Linked DNA regions of Mus musculus: all the other regions are linked to region 1. Evidence: chromatin contacts called from public Hi-C and promoter capture Hi-C data. All regions are on one chromosome and are shown on one strand. The core of a region is the stretch at or near the end of the contact, and the rest is flanking DNA. Distances in the headings are between cores, read along the strand shown. Region 1 holds the start of Flrt3 (fibronectin leucine rich transmembrane protein 3). Region 2 overlaps Macrod2 (mono-ADP ribosylhydrolase 2). Region 3 overlaps Macrod2 (mono-ADP ribosylhydrolase 2).

Region 1 (2,700 bases), core at 152-2,651:
GGCTTTGACCATGTTGTTTCATCCCAATAACACAGCAAATATGTGCATTTTGAAGCATAGATTTATTGAGAACAATCAAAATAATTATTAAAAACCATTTGATTTTGTAATTTGGAAAACACCAACATTTTCCATCTCCTTTTCATTCTAAATAAGTAATAAACCCGCTCCCAATGTTGAGAAAAGATGGGCCTGTTGCACTCTTTACCTTTATGCAACCATTTTGTTTCAGACATAATTTACTGAAAAACATTTTTTTTAATTAGATACACTTAAATACCTTTTGGAAGCTTTGTGGTCTAACGCATTTGTATCAATACAATATTTTTCACTGTGTGTTGCAAGTGAAGGGACACTCTGCCTTTGCCATTTGATGAGGCTTCCCTCCCCTGTTCCCCTCACTGCATACATCAAGCACGGCTTCCAGGGTGAGCTTTGTTAGTTTTTCTGAGTGGACTACCCAGTTACTATGCTAGTCACATTCTACACTCGCCCAAGCGATAGGCTTTGACAGTCTCCTGGACTGGGAATATGGTTTGGCCCGGAGATTCTGAGTTGGATTTACTAGTTGAGATTCCCGAGCCCGGAATGCCTGAAGGAGCTGGGGCCGGATAAGCAGTGCAAGCTTTCAAATCTAGGTGTAGCTGTTAATCCTCTACAGAGGCATCCCAGTCTCCCAGCGCAGCTTTGCTGGCGGCGAGCAAGATGTATGCTTTTCATGTACTGCGTACTCATGGGCTGAGGGGTTATTGATTTCTTTCACAGTTATAGAAACAGCGATAGGTGATCATACCACACATACAGTACACACCAAGTTAGCGACCTTTCGCTTTTGTAGCCGAGAAAAATCTGCCTCTCCTATCTCAAACACTCAACTTTCCAACTGCAGTTTTCCGTGAAGCTCTGCGCGGATAGAAATTGCTTGAAACAGAGAGGAGCTATTTATTATTTTTAAAAATGATTTAAGTCTGTAAGAAACTTATAACATTCGGCTATTTTGTAAGACTTTCCCTAGAGCTGGCTTGCACGCACATCTTTGACCCGTCCTGCTGACAGAGCAAACGTGGCTACTTGGATCCCTCATGGAACCAAGCTAGTCATTTCCTTCTAGAGAGTAAGAGCAAGCGAAGTTTCTGGGACAATTATGAGAAAAAGCATGGAAAACACTTACCAGGAAGACGAGGAAAAAGCAATCCTTTATACCCTGCTGCTACAGCTGTAATTCCATTGCCTGTGAGTTGAAGTAAAAACCCTCCCCCGTCTCCGGAGCGCGGCATCCAGTGCACACAAAGCCACGGCAGCTGCAGCCTGAGCGGTCCTGCTTCAGATCACTCCTGCGCTGAGGACTGCGCGCGAGAGCATCCAGTTGACTGCGCGCAGCCCACCTCCAAGTCTGAAGTTTAAAGCTTCACCTCGCAGTGGTTGAGGAAGGGGGTGATGTCATAGGTGGGCAGGACTTAGCCCAGCTCTTGTTCAGTGAGGTAACTGGATAATCAGACAGATGAGCTTTGCCAACGCTAGAGGGGGTGAGAGAAGCCGAAATGAGCCTTTCAGTTTGCCAAAGCTGAGATGCCATTTGGTTTGTAGGCAGCAACTCTGGAATCTCCGCGCTCCCTAAAGTTTACTACTGCAAGGTAGTGATAGCACACTCAGAAAAACACAAGCACGCTAGGAGAATATTTATAAGATCACAATAGAGAAACAGGTGTCTGATGCTCAAGCCATCTGTACCAAAAATAAGTTAACAAAAGTCAGATTATTTTTATTACATTAAAATCGTAACTGTGGAGAACAGAGGATGGCAATCCCAACTAATATTGATTTGGCAAATGAGAAAGCAGGGTCAAATGGTGATTTACTTAGGAGAAGGGAGAAAATGGAAGAACAGTGAAAAATATTGAAGAAAGCAGTCTTATTGGGAAGTAGAAAGGTTTTTTTTTCCACATGCATTTTCACATAATGAAGACTGTTTTATGTACTACTAGAGAGACCACCTACATGTGTGCATAAGGGTATACCTCTACTTCAGAACTAGGAAGATACAATCACTCATATTTATCAGTCTTCCCTAAAATTAAAAGGGTTGAGCCTAACTACATTCTTTTTTATTATTATTATTATGGTTTTTGCTGCCACGAGCATGGCTGCAGTCATCAATATCTTAAAATATCTGTTAGAAATGGTTCTTCCAGGTTTAAATCATTTTAATTTGCGTACATGAATAAATAGTGACAGTTGCAAGACACTAAGATTTCTCTGCCTAATTAACAGGATTCCAAGACTTTAATTTCCAGGTATAATTTTATCATCAGTTTTCTGTTATTTGGACTTGTAAGTTTTCTCCTAAGTAAGTGAATTTAAGTGACGAATCTTGTTTCTATATTTACCCAAATAGCAATCTCCTTTCCCTTCTTTCTTTGCTTGATTCTAACAAGCTCATGACTTTATCCTTTCTAGGAAATGGTCTGTTTGTCTCTGAAGGCTAGTTGTCTGTCTTAGGAGTACATGGCTATTCTCTCCGTTAGCTTCACGTGGTTCCTAACTTGAGTTTGGCAGCTGTTTGACCTTTAGAACTCCCCTCTGAGAATGGGTGCTCTCAGGAGTGGAAGGTGACCCCTCGATAAGAGATGTTCCGACACCTATTGTTCTATGCTTGCTCTCTTGCTGACTTCTGAGGAATGGCCCACTGAATGAAAGTAG
Region 2 (2,700 bases), core at 7-2,506, 1.1 Mb after region 1:
TTTGAATCCTTTTTCTATGTTTTAGAATGTTGGAAAACCTTCCCGTTTCAAGATTATTTATAAAATTCGTGTATTATTTTCTAGCAACCTAGTTATATTTTAAATATTTAATGTGTATGTTTATAACAAACCATTTATATATGCATACATAAATATATTATAAGTACACAGAAGTTGATATATAAATAATTATATATATCATGAATATATATATATATTTGCTATATATGTATACATATATGTATATGTACCTATAAAATATATTAAGTATTTAAATATAAATTCAAATATATACATAAATAAATGCTTTCCATTACTTTTCCAAATAAAACTTAGGTTTTTATCTCTTTAGTACTGATAATTGTGAAATAATGTAAAAAGTAGGTAAGTTTTAAGGACTGATTTTCATTTTTAATTTTGCCATTGAATAATTTTTCTCACTTTGTATTCTTGACAAAATAATAACTATTTTTAGTGCGGGAACGATCTGTCTTACCACTTTTCCCACACAAATAAGCAAATTGTGCCGTGTAAGGATGAATTAGGCCTGGATCCTTTTAAGCAGTCATACCTTAGGTATTTGTGACATGCGGACATTTCTTAGAGTTCTACAGACCACTATCAGTTCCTTGATAATCATGTGTGAGCACAACAATGGCGTAGCTACTGTCATTTACTACTAGCCCATGATTACCATGATCAAACATGCCAGAAGGCATCCTAGGTACATTTTCCTTTGACTCTTTTTGGTATAAATTGTGGAGAGAAATCTTTCACACCTTTCATTAATATTGCTCAGACTTAATCCAAAAGGACAATGCATTGTGAACCAACAGAATTGAAAGCAAAACTCAGAGTGGCTTCTCTCCCTTGGAGCTTGCCACATTAGCCACATCACCTAAAACAACAATCAACAACAACATCATCATCATCATCATCATCATCATCATCATCAACAGCAACCAACAAAACCTCAAGTCACCTTCAATCTTTTCCTCCTCTTTAAGAATGGATTCTTTCCCTCCTAGGCCTAATCCAGTGTGCCCAGGGCTGTCAGATCTGCAGAAAGGCACTTGTTTGCTGGCAGTGTGCGCGACTAGCTATAATTGGCAATCCATTTCTCCATTTCCATTGTACAGCCCTCCCTGACAAATTAATCACAATCAAATGTTGGCTGCGGCATGGGGCACCCTATGCAGCAGGGAAGAAAAATGAGGCCTCACGCTGGTCTGACAGCCAAATCTTTCAACTCACCCGTTAGACTGAACAAGGGGACACTGTGGCTTGCCTGTCACTACCATCACTGGCAAACACTGCTAGCTAGGCATCTGTGGACTTGGCTAATCCATTAAGGCCTGTGTGCAGCCCACCCAGTTAGATGTCCCCAAGAACCTGTAGGTTCCCCAGCCTCTGATCCATGATGAGATCAACCGTACCAGGCATAAATTTCTTTTTTTTGGAATGGGTATTATGTACAATTAGAAATCTCTTGTTGACTCTGTAATATTTATGCCACTATTGAAGGGGTGGGCATACATTGTCAGACTGATAGTTATTGTACCTGGCACCTGTAATGAGCAGCTGGGTAAGACGGCTGATGACTTTTCTTCCCTCATCAACCTGCATAGCACCTTCAAGTATTATGAAAGCTACCCAGCAGGAGGAAGCATCGTGGTCAGTGAGTGCACCAAGTGTGTGGTATCTTCAGTAATAGGCTTGCAACACGTTCTGGTGAAAAAGCGTTGTTCAGTTAATATCCTGTGAATTTAGGGGCACATTTGACTCCTTCTGACCAACTACTGGAAGAGGGTATCCCCCATTTGGCACTTTTTCTGATAACCCATGACTTCTGGGAGGAGCATTATCAACCTCTCACACCCTCTATAGGCTGTACATAATTTTAACAAGGTTCCCGGCTTCTATCACACTATATGATAGAAAACCATAAAAAGCAAGCCTTAACAATCAGGAATAACTAAATGTAAAAGACAGTGATAGAAAGAGAGCCACACAGCTGAAGAGGATATAGAGAAACTCTATTTTGAAATGCTTTTAGTTTTTAGGAGACAACTGAGGTATTTGAGGAAATGTCATGATGCTGTATGGCAGGTGCAAGAGGCCATTCTCCTACGTTCCCTTATACTGCTCAGGACATGCGATTTAGCTGAATCTCATCAGACAAGAACAATAGCAGCTCTTCTCTTCTAATCAAGTTTACCTTACTTCTCCTAACCGTGGGCAATAGCACTCACAACTCCGCCATCTGCCTTTCACAACACTCAGAGCCTGGGTCTTCTGAGTAGGTGGCAGAATGTTTTAATTCCCAGGAAAGCTGTCATTGATCAGACCATAGAATGGAACAGCCGTGTTTTCTCTAAATTTTCCATTTCACCTCACCCAGATAACTAAGTATGATGAAGTATAATTAAAACATTGGCTTTCATGAATTTTTAAAGTCATATTTAAAACTTTTCTAGTCTCTGAAACTAGCTTGGAAATCCACATAAGTCTCTAGAGACTTAGGACTTGGCTTCCAGAGTACAATAGAATATTAATCAGTGACTTGTCAAAAACTCACCTTGAACAGACCACTTAGAGCCAACTGTTTCATCAGTAACTCTCCTAAAGATTGGTTCATTTATTGCATGGAAAATGAACTGAATGACCATCATGAGTCTCTCTCCATACCCATCCCAACTT
Region 3 (2,700 bases), core at 60-2,559, 1.2 Mb after region 1:
GCACAGGTGAACATCACATCCAACTGACAATGCTGACAAGTTTTTGTGAAAATAGCCGAGTTTAGATTAATAAAATAATGGAATAATGTATGATAAAGTTTCTATATTTAAAAACAGAAAATCTTTTCTTTTTTTCAACAAAAGCAAGTTTCAAACATCATCAAGCTCCAAACAGTTCCATATTTTTTCCTCTCCAACACTGGAGTGACAACCAGACTCCACCAAGTCTGCCTTTTTCTGTAGGTGATAATTTCATTAACTCAGGTTCTCATGCATACATAGCAAACATTGTACCAACTTACCTGTCTCTTCAATCTCTAGTGATATTTTATTATCGGGGTCATCAGATGCTGGGGTCATATACTGTGATCATTCTATGGTCTCTGCCTATCTCTATCATCTAAATCCATCTATATCTCCTCAGCTCCTCTTATATCATCTATATATTATAATCTATCTGTTGTATATATATGCATATCTAGACCCCGTCTGTGTGTATGTTTGTGTATGTGTATGCATACTACTGAATGTGGGACTGTAGCCCAATAGTAGAGTGCTTGCCTGTTGAGTACAAGGTTCTGTCCCTAAGTTCTATTACCCAGTGCAAACAAACGAACAAACAAACAAACAAAGAAACAGAAGCAAATCCTCTCAAAACCTAAGTTGCAGTGTAGCTGGAGAGAGGAAGGAGGCAGAGCAGAGAACCAAGACTGACTATATGTTTTTATGCAACAGCAAAAGTTCTGCTTTGATTATTTCCCTACGAAGAGGTGTGTTGATTCTTAAGATCAATGCTATATTAAGGTGTAAAAACTGTATTACCAACATTATTTGGTCAGGAAAGAAATAAATGCATATTCAGAAATCAGTGAACCACATTGGAAATACAGAAGCTCTGCCAGCTGGTAGTTGGCATGGCAATTGTGCTTGGCAGAATTGGCTTTTTATTGTTTTATTTTTGGATATACTGGGAAGAGAATGTTAAGACCTCATGCATGCTAGGGATATTCTGTCCCACTAAGTTACCTCTTCTGTCCAGGTATCTGGATTCCGAAGGGAAATACTCTATGCTTCCCTGTGAAGTGACATCCCAGGTAGCAAATAAGAGTCCCTCACCATTTAATCAGGGGAAGATATATAATTTCAAAGCAATCAGCCTTTCATAGCTGCAGTTCAGGCATCCGGTTTGCTTCACAATTTTGCAAGCAAGTCTGTTACTACACATCAGAACTCAGAGAGATATGACCGTTTGGTAACAGTTGTGATGGGAGAATGCCAAAGCATTATGTTAAATAAAAACTTTAAGCAAGAGGGAAGCAAGCTCACTCTCTCAGCTTCTGCCTGCCACCCCCTCTGAGCTTGCAGCTTCAAGCTGTGAAGGACTGTACCAGCAAAATTGCCTGTGTTTCCCAGAGAAAAATGAAAGGAACCTACTAGACATCCGTAAATATTTCTAAGTGTTTGGGTTTCCACGTGTCTTAAGTGTGAATGAGAATAATTCAAGTAAATGGCTCCTCACTCATTTTTCTACAATAATATTGGCAGAGCTTAGTTAATGGGATTCAACTATCTGTTCTGCTCAGTAATGTAATGCAATTGTAGGAAATAAATTCTCTGAAAGGGAATTTCATCTCCTACAGCTTTACAAAGCATCAGTGTTGAGGCTTGATGGAGAAAATGAGTTAAAAATAAAATGAGAGGTTTGTGCATTCACTATTTAATAGCCAAGAAAATCTGTTCTCACCACCACCACACATCAAACCCTTTCCAGATTCCTCTCTATATCATCTCCCCTGTGAGCCCACAAAGATGGTCTGTGACCATTAAGATTTCTGAATTTCATCAGCAAAGCCACAAATCAGAAAGATTTGACAGAGTGCATCAGTGATAGGATACGCCCACTTTTCATGAGACTGGCACCAGGAAAGCGGGGAAGAGAAGCTATTTAAGAGCAGCACCAGTAGAGTCGGTTCAGTCAGATCCCTTGAGTTTTTTGAGTCACTCAGGAGTCAGTGCAATGAGTCCGGTGTAATGGAGTTGAGTTTGTGAGTTCATACAGTTTGGTGCAGGTCAGCAGAGGCCATTGAAGCCAGAGACTAAGAAGGAGCTAGAATCTGGGTCCTGGCAAATACAGAAGTGGATGCTCACAGCCATCTATTGGATGGAACACAGGGCCCCGAATGAAAGAGCTAGAGAAAGTACCCGAGGAGCTAAAGGGGTCTGCAACGCTATAGGAGGAACAACAATATGAAATAACCAGTAACCCCCAGAGCTGTGTCTCTAGTTGCATATGTAGCAGAGGGTGGCCTAGTTGGCCATCAATGGGAGGAGAGGCCCTTGATATTGCAAAGATCATATGCCCCAGTACAGGGGAATGCCAGGACCAGGAAGCAGGACTGGGTGGGTTGAGGAGCTGGGTGGGGGGAGGGCATAAGGGGCTTTGGGGATAGCATTTGAAATGTAAATGAAGAAAATATCTAATAAAAATGCCATATATATATATATATATATACACACACACACACACATATATACATGTGCACATGCGATATCATGCTTTTCACATCACACAGAACACAAAAGATAAGATGCTCCTAAAAATCCAATAGAGCTGAGCTTGAGAAACCAGATTATACATGATAATATACAGAGTACTATAGAATTGTTCTTAAAGTACATGATTAGTAGCATTCTTTTATG

Evidence for each region. Promoter capture Hi-C pulls out the DNA fragments that hold promoters and counts their contacts. A called contact is a pair of places that touch in the nucleus more often than the background predicts.
Region 2: a Hi-C map of cortical neurons shows a contact between it and region 1, with 2.7 times the contacts expected there. The contact joins the enhancer-like site here to the promoter of Flrt3 in region 1. A contact is called at or near these places in 9 of 39 promoter capture datasets (the 3T3-L1 cell line, 3T3-L1-derived adipocytes, cranial neural crest and 4 more), 4 of 484 Hi-C or Micro-C datasets (cerebral cortex, cortical neurons, forebrain and 1 more), 4 of 115 datasets of contacts at active chromatin or transcription factors (VIP interneurons, astrocytes, embryonic forebrain and 1 more) and 2 of 9 other capture datasets (adipose tissue and liver).
Region 3: a contact with region 1 is called in a promoter capture Hi-C map of hippocampal neurons, with 29 times the contacts expected there. The contact joins the enhancer-like site here to the promoter of Flrt3 in region 1. A contact is called at or near these places in 11 of 39 promoter capture datasets (the 3T3-L1 cell line, cranial neural crest, hippocampal neurons and 5 more), 1 of 484 Hi-C or Micro-C datasets (cerebellum), 2 of 115 datasets of contacts at active chromatin or transcription factors (embryonic forebrain and stem cell-derived neural progenitor cells) and 2 of 9 other capture datasets (embryonic stem cells and liver).

Annotation. Positions count from the first base shown.
Region 1 is chr2:140,670,075-140,672,774 of GRCm38.p6, forward strand. Flrt3 (fibronectin leucine rich transmembrane protein 3) reads right to left here and starts at 1,402. Exons shown (of 3, transcript NM_178382.4): 1 at 1,172-1,402. The region is part of intron 3 of Macrod2 (mono-ADP ribosylhydrolase 2); the gene reads left to right.
Region 2 is chr2:141,739,320-141,742,019 of GRCm38.p6, forward strand. The region is part of intron 7 of Macrod2 (mono-ADP ribosylhydrolase 2); the gene reads left to right. Among named protein-coding and RNA genes, the nearest start is that of Gm25583, 100 kb to the left of the region's middle. Within about 2 kb of position 1,257, at least 6 of the 459 cell types and tissues checked have an H3K27ac peak or open chromatin away from gene starts, as enhancers often do. A contact at or near this core is called in VIP interneurons and cortical neurons, where this site is marked.
Region 3 is chr2:141,843,667-141,846,366 of GRCm38.p6, forward strand. The region is part of intron 8 of Macrod2 (mono-ADP ribosylhydrolase 2); the gene reads left to right. Among named protein-coding and RNA genes, the nearest start is that of Gm25583, 200 kb to the left of the region's middle. Within about 2 kb of position 1,310, at least 16 of the 459 cell types and tissues checked have an H3K27ac peak or open chromatin away from gene starts, as enhancers often do. A contact at or near this core is called in cerebellum and hippocampal neurons, where this site is marked.